Linked DNA regions of Hordeum vulgare: region 2 is linked to region 1. Evidence: chromatin contacts called from public Hi-C data. All regions are on one chromosome and are shown on one strand. Each heading gives the region's core, a stretch centred on a gene start, on an enhancer-like site or on the middle of the called end of the contact. The rest is flanking DNA. Distances are from core to core; before and after follow the strand shown. Region 1 holds the start of LOC123411575. Region 2 holds the start of LOC123409033.

Region 1 (2,825 bases), core at 310-2,809:
TCCTATATGTGAGTATATTGGATGTAATATCTTATATTATGAGAAGGAGGGAGTAGCTTTTTCCACTGGGATTACTAGTACCATTTTTTTCACGCATGCCAATTTTTTGATGTTAAAAGTCTTGATATAGCAAACAAGCATAGAAGATCAAATGTCTAAAAAGTAAAATGTTGGCTTGTGACTTGCTGGGCTTGGCTTAGCACAACACACACATCTCTCTTAATTTCACGTACTCCAGCCCTAGCATCTTTACCCTAAACCCCCAAGCCTGAACACCATGCGCTGATTATAACCCCTCGATCCACCAGCGATAGATTGAAGCACCGCTGTGGTTGTCTGACAAAGAATCAAAGGCAACCACAGGTACGCTCAGCGCAGAAAAGGGCCGGGCAACATCCAAGCATGATCGTGGCGCCGCGACGGTAGCAGTAGGATGAGGAGCGCCAAGTGACACACAACGATGACTGCATAGTGCGAGTTCTCATTTGGGATCGAGAGCAATGGTTTTGAGCCGTGTTAAGTATGTCAGCCCACAGTGACCCCTACTTACTTGACACTAACCCTTGATTGGGGTGATCAATCACAGGTCAAGGGACGTGGCGTCGACCCCTGATCCCTGTTTCTATGGGTAGGAGTACTATGATGACCAAGTTAGCACAGATTCAAGAAAAACTGTGATAAAAGCCATGCAGGGTAGAAGATACTCGGACAAGGCTTCCATTTACACAACTGTGCTTGTCAGTGGTAAATTATTTATGCTTGAACTAAAAGTACTTTTTGTGGATGTCTTTGAGTAAAATAATACGGTCATCTGGATTAAGATGGAAATCATGATATGAGAGAAACCAAGAGTTAGCAATTGTGGGGCTGTTTATTTCATCTAATGCAATTCACAAATCTGTGTTGCTATTCATACCTTGTCTTAATTATTGTGGTTAGGGTTAATAAGAAGGTAAAAGGTAAAGTATAATCTTGTGAATTTTGGCCAACAATGTTCAGGCAGTTTTGCAGTGCCTCTACCTTAAAAACTAAATCTATTGTTTTAGTTTTACTACCATGTGATTGAACCCTAAGCTTGCTAATTAATCCCGAGGAAAATCCTTCATTGCAACTGCAGCCTCCGCGGGTTCACAATTCGTCGAACACCTAGAGCGAATCGCCCAACAGCAACAAACAAGGAAGAGACATAGGGGAAGGGGGAGGGGAGGGATTGGCGCGTGGCGTGGGCGGGGCATACCCTACTGTTGCGCTGGAAGGAGTAGCGCAGCTCGGGGTCGATCTCGTCCTCCTCGAAGTCGTCGACGGCGAGGTCGAGGTCCGGGCGCTTGCTGCGTGGCATGTTCATGGTGGGGGTCTCCCCTGGGTTGCTGGTGACGGTGACCTTCCCCTCGCGGCTCATCCTGGACGCCTCGTCGTCCTCCTCCGGTTCCCCCGTCCGCCATGGCGCCGACGACAGCAGCTCCTTCCTCTTCCTCACCATCGTCCTCTCCTTTCTTGTCGCGTGTTGTCGTTCGCTTCGGGTTTGGTTTGCCGAGGAGGAAGGAAGGGGATGACGATGACGAGAGGATGAGGTAGGAAAGCTTTCCGTTGGGCTCTGGTGGGTCGGGTTAGGGAGGCTGTGGACTTTCATGGGCTGAATCACGTGCCACAATTTGGTCGGCCGAATGTCTGTGTGTGACGTCGTATAGGTCCTTTCGTTTCGAATGTTCATTGGGCCTGTGGGCCGTCATTAATCAGCTCGCGGACCTATACGATTCGAACTCGCCAGCAGCATTTCTTGAAAGCCTCCCAACTCCCGTGACCAATTGGCACACTCTCAGCGGTCGCTACGGGTAGCGTTCTGAATGTTTTTTTGGATTTTTTTTTATTTTTTCACCTATTTTTGGTTTTTTAGATTATAATTTTTCTGGGGTTTTTTGGTGTTTCGATTTCTCACCGATCTTTTTTAGCTTTTTGACAAAAAAATAAATTGCATTAAAAATATGTTTTTTTGTTTTTCTAAGAAGCACGGTTTTGTTTTCGCGAGAGGTATGGTCGTGCCTTTCAGAAAAAAGATGTATTTTTTTATTTTTTCATAAAAACACGATTTTGTTTTTGCAAGAGGCGCGGTTTTGCTTTCGCAAGAGACATTGTCGTGTCTTTCGAAAACAAACAAACACAACGCATTTTTTTTTCTGTGAGAGACATGGTTTTGCTTTCGCAAGAGGCATGGTCATGTCTCTCAGAAACGAAAAAAAAAACGTTTTTTATTTTTTCGCGAGGCACGATTTTGCTTCCGTGGGAGGCATGATTTTACTTTTGCAAGAGGCATGGTCGTGCCTCTCATAAATGAAAAACTAGTTTTTTGTTCTTTATTGTGAGAAGCACGGTTTTTTCATCCGTTTTTTTCTTATAAAAAAAGTTTTGATAAATCTATCAACATGGGATCTAGTTTTAAAGATCTCGACACGAGAAACCCAATAATGAAAACGGTTCAAAACTTGAACGCACGGTTTAAGAAATAAAACATATTGAAAATATGGATCTACAAAAAGAAAAAACTCTCGCATTGCGAAAAGCTGCACACATACAATACGACACTTGTCGCAACTTGAAAAGATGAGAGTCATCTTTAAAAGTTTGAAAGGAATGCTCCTCAATAAATGATTTCGTTTGAACTGGAGTTTTTTTATACCCCTAAAAGAACTGGAGTTTCTTTTAAACATGTATTTCATTTGATTTAAAATGGAGCATAAAGGGAATACAAACCCATGAGTCCATATATGGTATCTGCATAAATATAATGCACATAATTAATATCAACACGCACACACATAAATCGTGTC
Region 2 (3,157 bases), core at 525-3,024, 270 kb after region 1:
TATGGTAAGTTGCATCAACTAGATGGACTATGTCAATTCATAGTGTTCCTTTCAGTGCACCAGCTAGCTGATCAAAGAAGTCAGCGGATGATGTAAAAATATTCGATAAGTGTTAGCTTTGGTTCTTCATTGAAGGTTGGATTTAACCTCATCATATAACTTTTTTGTATGGTTTCGTTTCATGATAAAAGAGCCCGTGCTCCGGAAAATGTTAAAGGAGTAATCTGTTTCATGTATTGTGCTATTAGATGATTCCTGAACCAACAAATTAAAGAAGAGCCCCAGATTTTTGATAGGATTGTAAATCTTGAAAGCATCTTGTGCATCGACAATTAAACCTTCTAAATCACATTCTTTGTAAAGAACTCGCTAACGTCAGATATATGTTTTGTCAAGTATAATGTGTTAGTTGTAAAGCATCTTCAGAGGCATGGGTCATTTTTGTATGCTTGGGATAAAAAAAGTAAGTGTTATGTCATGAGATCCTTTTAGTGATCCAGCTTGAATACTTTATTCTTAAATTAATGATTAGGGCGACCAATGATGAGAGTGAGAAATGTCTTTTCATCTTCATTTCTAATATGACTGACGACAAACTATGTGACATAGATCATCCATGTACTCACTACAACAACACAAAACTTTAATATTATCATATTTTCTCACATTTGCTGCCCTGCCATTTTAGCTTTAAGTTTCATTTTTTTCTTTAAATATTTGTGAAAATTCCTACCAATACGTAGTAAACATAGACGGGCGCAGCAACGCGCGCCTTCAATGATCTAGTGTACTTTATACCCATCCTGAATCAATACAATACACACAATACATAGGGTTTTACCTCTTCGGCGGAGCTCGAATCTGGATAAATATCGTGCCCCTTGTTCATATTGTCACCATCTAGCTAAGATCACCAGCTCGGGACCCTCTACAAGAGATCTGTCAGATTTAGTTCCGACACCTAGTGCCACATGGCAGCCGTCCACCCTCATCTTGGGCCTTGTCAATGGTGGGGTTGTGCTAAAAAAAGACGTGAAAGGGAAGGTAGTGGCATGGAGGAGAAGGGACGAAAGAGAAATAGAAAGAGGGTATGTGTGAAGTGGAAGGAGTGCTATGCGATATGTTATACTTTTTCTGACGACAAATACAATATACTTAGTTCTAGCTGTCTCGTATTTTATCGAGAAAACGTATCTATTTCAAAAAAGAAAAGAATAAGAAGAGACAAGCATATACTTTCTCCGTTTCAAAATAACTGTCTCAAGCTTAGTACAAATTTATACTACAGCTAGTACAAAGTTGAGACATTTATTTTGAGACGGAGGGAGTAATTAATAATCACAAGTTAGCACATGGATTGGACCTTGCAACAAAAATAATTGCATCCTTAAACCAACATTATTTTCTCTTGCTATATACAGCCTGTCACTCATTTTCTTCCCAGCTACCACCAGTCTATCATATCTCTAACCACACCCTCTTCGCGATAGGTGTACGTGTGCTATTCATCTGTTGACTTCTTCTAGTTACCTACCAGTGTTCTTGGATGCTTTTGACACGGCTAGGTTTGACAAAACCAGAGGGAATCAAAGTTAACCTGGCTAAGCAATTGAATAGAGATTCGAGCTCCCAGTTTTCCCAAAAAGATGTCTGCCCTTGATCCCCAATTTCTTTTCATTTCATCAGTATAAAAGAAAAATCAGGAACTAACGTCTCCCTCTCTCTCGCTGACAATTACTCTCTCTCTCTCTCTCACCCTTTTCTCTGATTCTTTCTCTCTCCTCCGCCTTTTTTTTTTCACCAACCAAAAAAGAGAAGAGAAGGGAAGGGAAACAGAAGACCGGGTACTTGCAAGAGACCAAACAAAAGGACCCAAGAAAAAGGCCAGCAGCCAGGAAGGAGAGAGAGGGAGAGAGAGGGGGAGGGAGATCTGCGGGGCGACGCGTCGCGGTTTTCCGGCGGCAAGGTTCGATTTTGATCCCAGCCCACCCCGGATTCCCCGCCCCAGTTCATCCCTGCCCAACTCGCGCCGCTTCCACTCAAGTGCTCCAAGAAGATCCCGATTTCCGTTGCAGTTGTGGAGTCCCAGTTCCACTTGTCGTCGCCGCCGGTTTCTGCCCGCGCGCTCCCTGATTCGGAAGTTGCTGGAGCGGAGGGGGGACTTCCTCCGGCTCCCGAGTGTCTGCCTTCTGATTTGGATCTGCGGAGGGGGTGCGGATTGGCTCTCCAATTCGGGGAGCAATGAGGGCCTGATGCGGGAGAAAGTCTCGGCAAGTCGTCGTTTTGATTCTCTTGGAGTAGGGTTACCTGCCGGGATCCTTGTCCCATGGGATGCGTCAGTTCGAAGCAATTCCATGGCGGCGACGAGTGTGGCGGCGAGGGGAAGCCCCGCCGCCGCCCGTCCAGCAACTCGCTGAGGCGTCTGGTTAGTTACAACTCCAGCAAGAGGCACGAGGACTTGGAGGAGGATGAAGAAGAAGGTGGGGTTGTGGCAGCCACGTCTTCCAGCGTCGGGCACCGTGTTGCCAAAGATGCCAGCACGGCCAGGCTGATTCGGAAGCCCCCTGCGCCGGTGGTCGATGCAGTGGTGCCGCTGCCTGAGGAAGTGGCCGCAACCGCCGCTAGTGTCATCGATGTGGAGAGGGCAGTTGCTGCCCCTGTGAATCGCAGGCGTGCTCCGAATGGTGTGGCAGAGCAAGAACCAAGGAGTGGTGGCATCAGAGCTGAGGCGAAGCCAAGGATCATAGATGTGCCGAATGGAGTGGTGGCGGAGCACGTGGCGGCTGGCTGGCCGAGGTGGCTCACGGAGGTGGCAACAGAGGCGGTCCGTGGGTGGCAGCCTCGCAAGGCAGAGTCCTTCGAGAAGTTGGACAAGGTTCATCCTTACCACTAATTTATCATCTTGTTTCTCTTTGCTCAAGTCCTTCATTAGCATCTAGGATGATCTAAATTGTGTTTAGGTGTGATTTAGTGTGAATGTTCAAAGTGCTTGACCATTTTCCAATGGCATAGGACATTCTGTCAGATGCAGAAGTAGATACATCTAGATCCCATAAGTTTTGGAATATCATTATTGATGTCATGGTGCAGTTAGGGAAATAAAGCCCAACCCGTGCGCTACTACTCCTGTAAAGCAATCTGATTGATTAGAATTGAA

What was found. A called contact is a pair of places that touch in the nucleus more often than the background predicts.
Region 2: a Hi-C map of leaf shows a contact between it and region 1, with 10 times the contacts expected there. The contact joins the promoter of LOC123409033 here to the promoter of LOC123411575 in region 1. A contact is called at or near these places in 5 of 6 Hi-C or Micro-C datasets (leaf and seedling) and 1 of 1 datasets of contacts at active chromatin or transcription factors (embryo).

What each region holds. Positions count from the first base shown.
Region 1 is chr7H:431,308,957-431,311,781 of MorexV3_pseudomolecules_assembly, forward strand. LOC123411575 reads right to left here and starts at 1,560. Exons shown (of 3, transcript XM_045104544.1): 1 at 1,238-1,560. The coding sequence starts at 1,480.
Region 2 is chr7H:431,583,558-431,586,714 of MorexV3_pseudomolecules_assembly, forward strand. LOC123409033 reads left to right here and starts at 1,775. Exons shown (of 11, transcript XM_045102030.1): 1 at 1,775-2,875. The coding sequence starts at 2,327.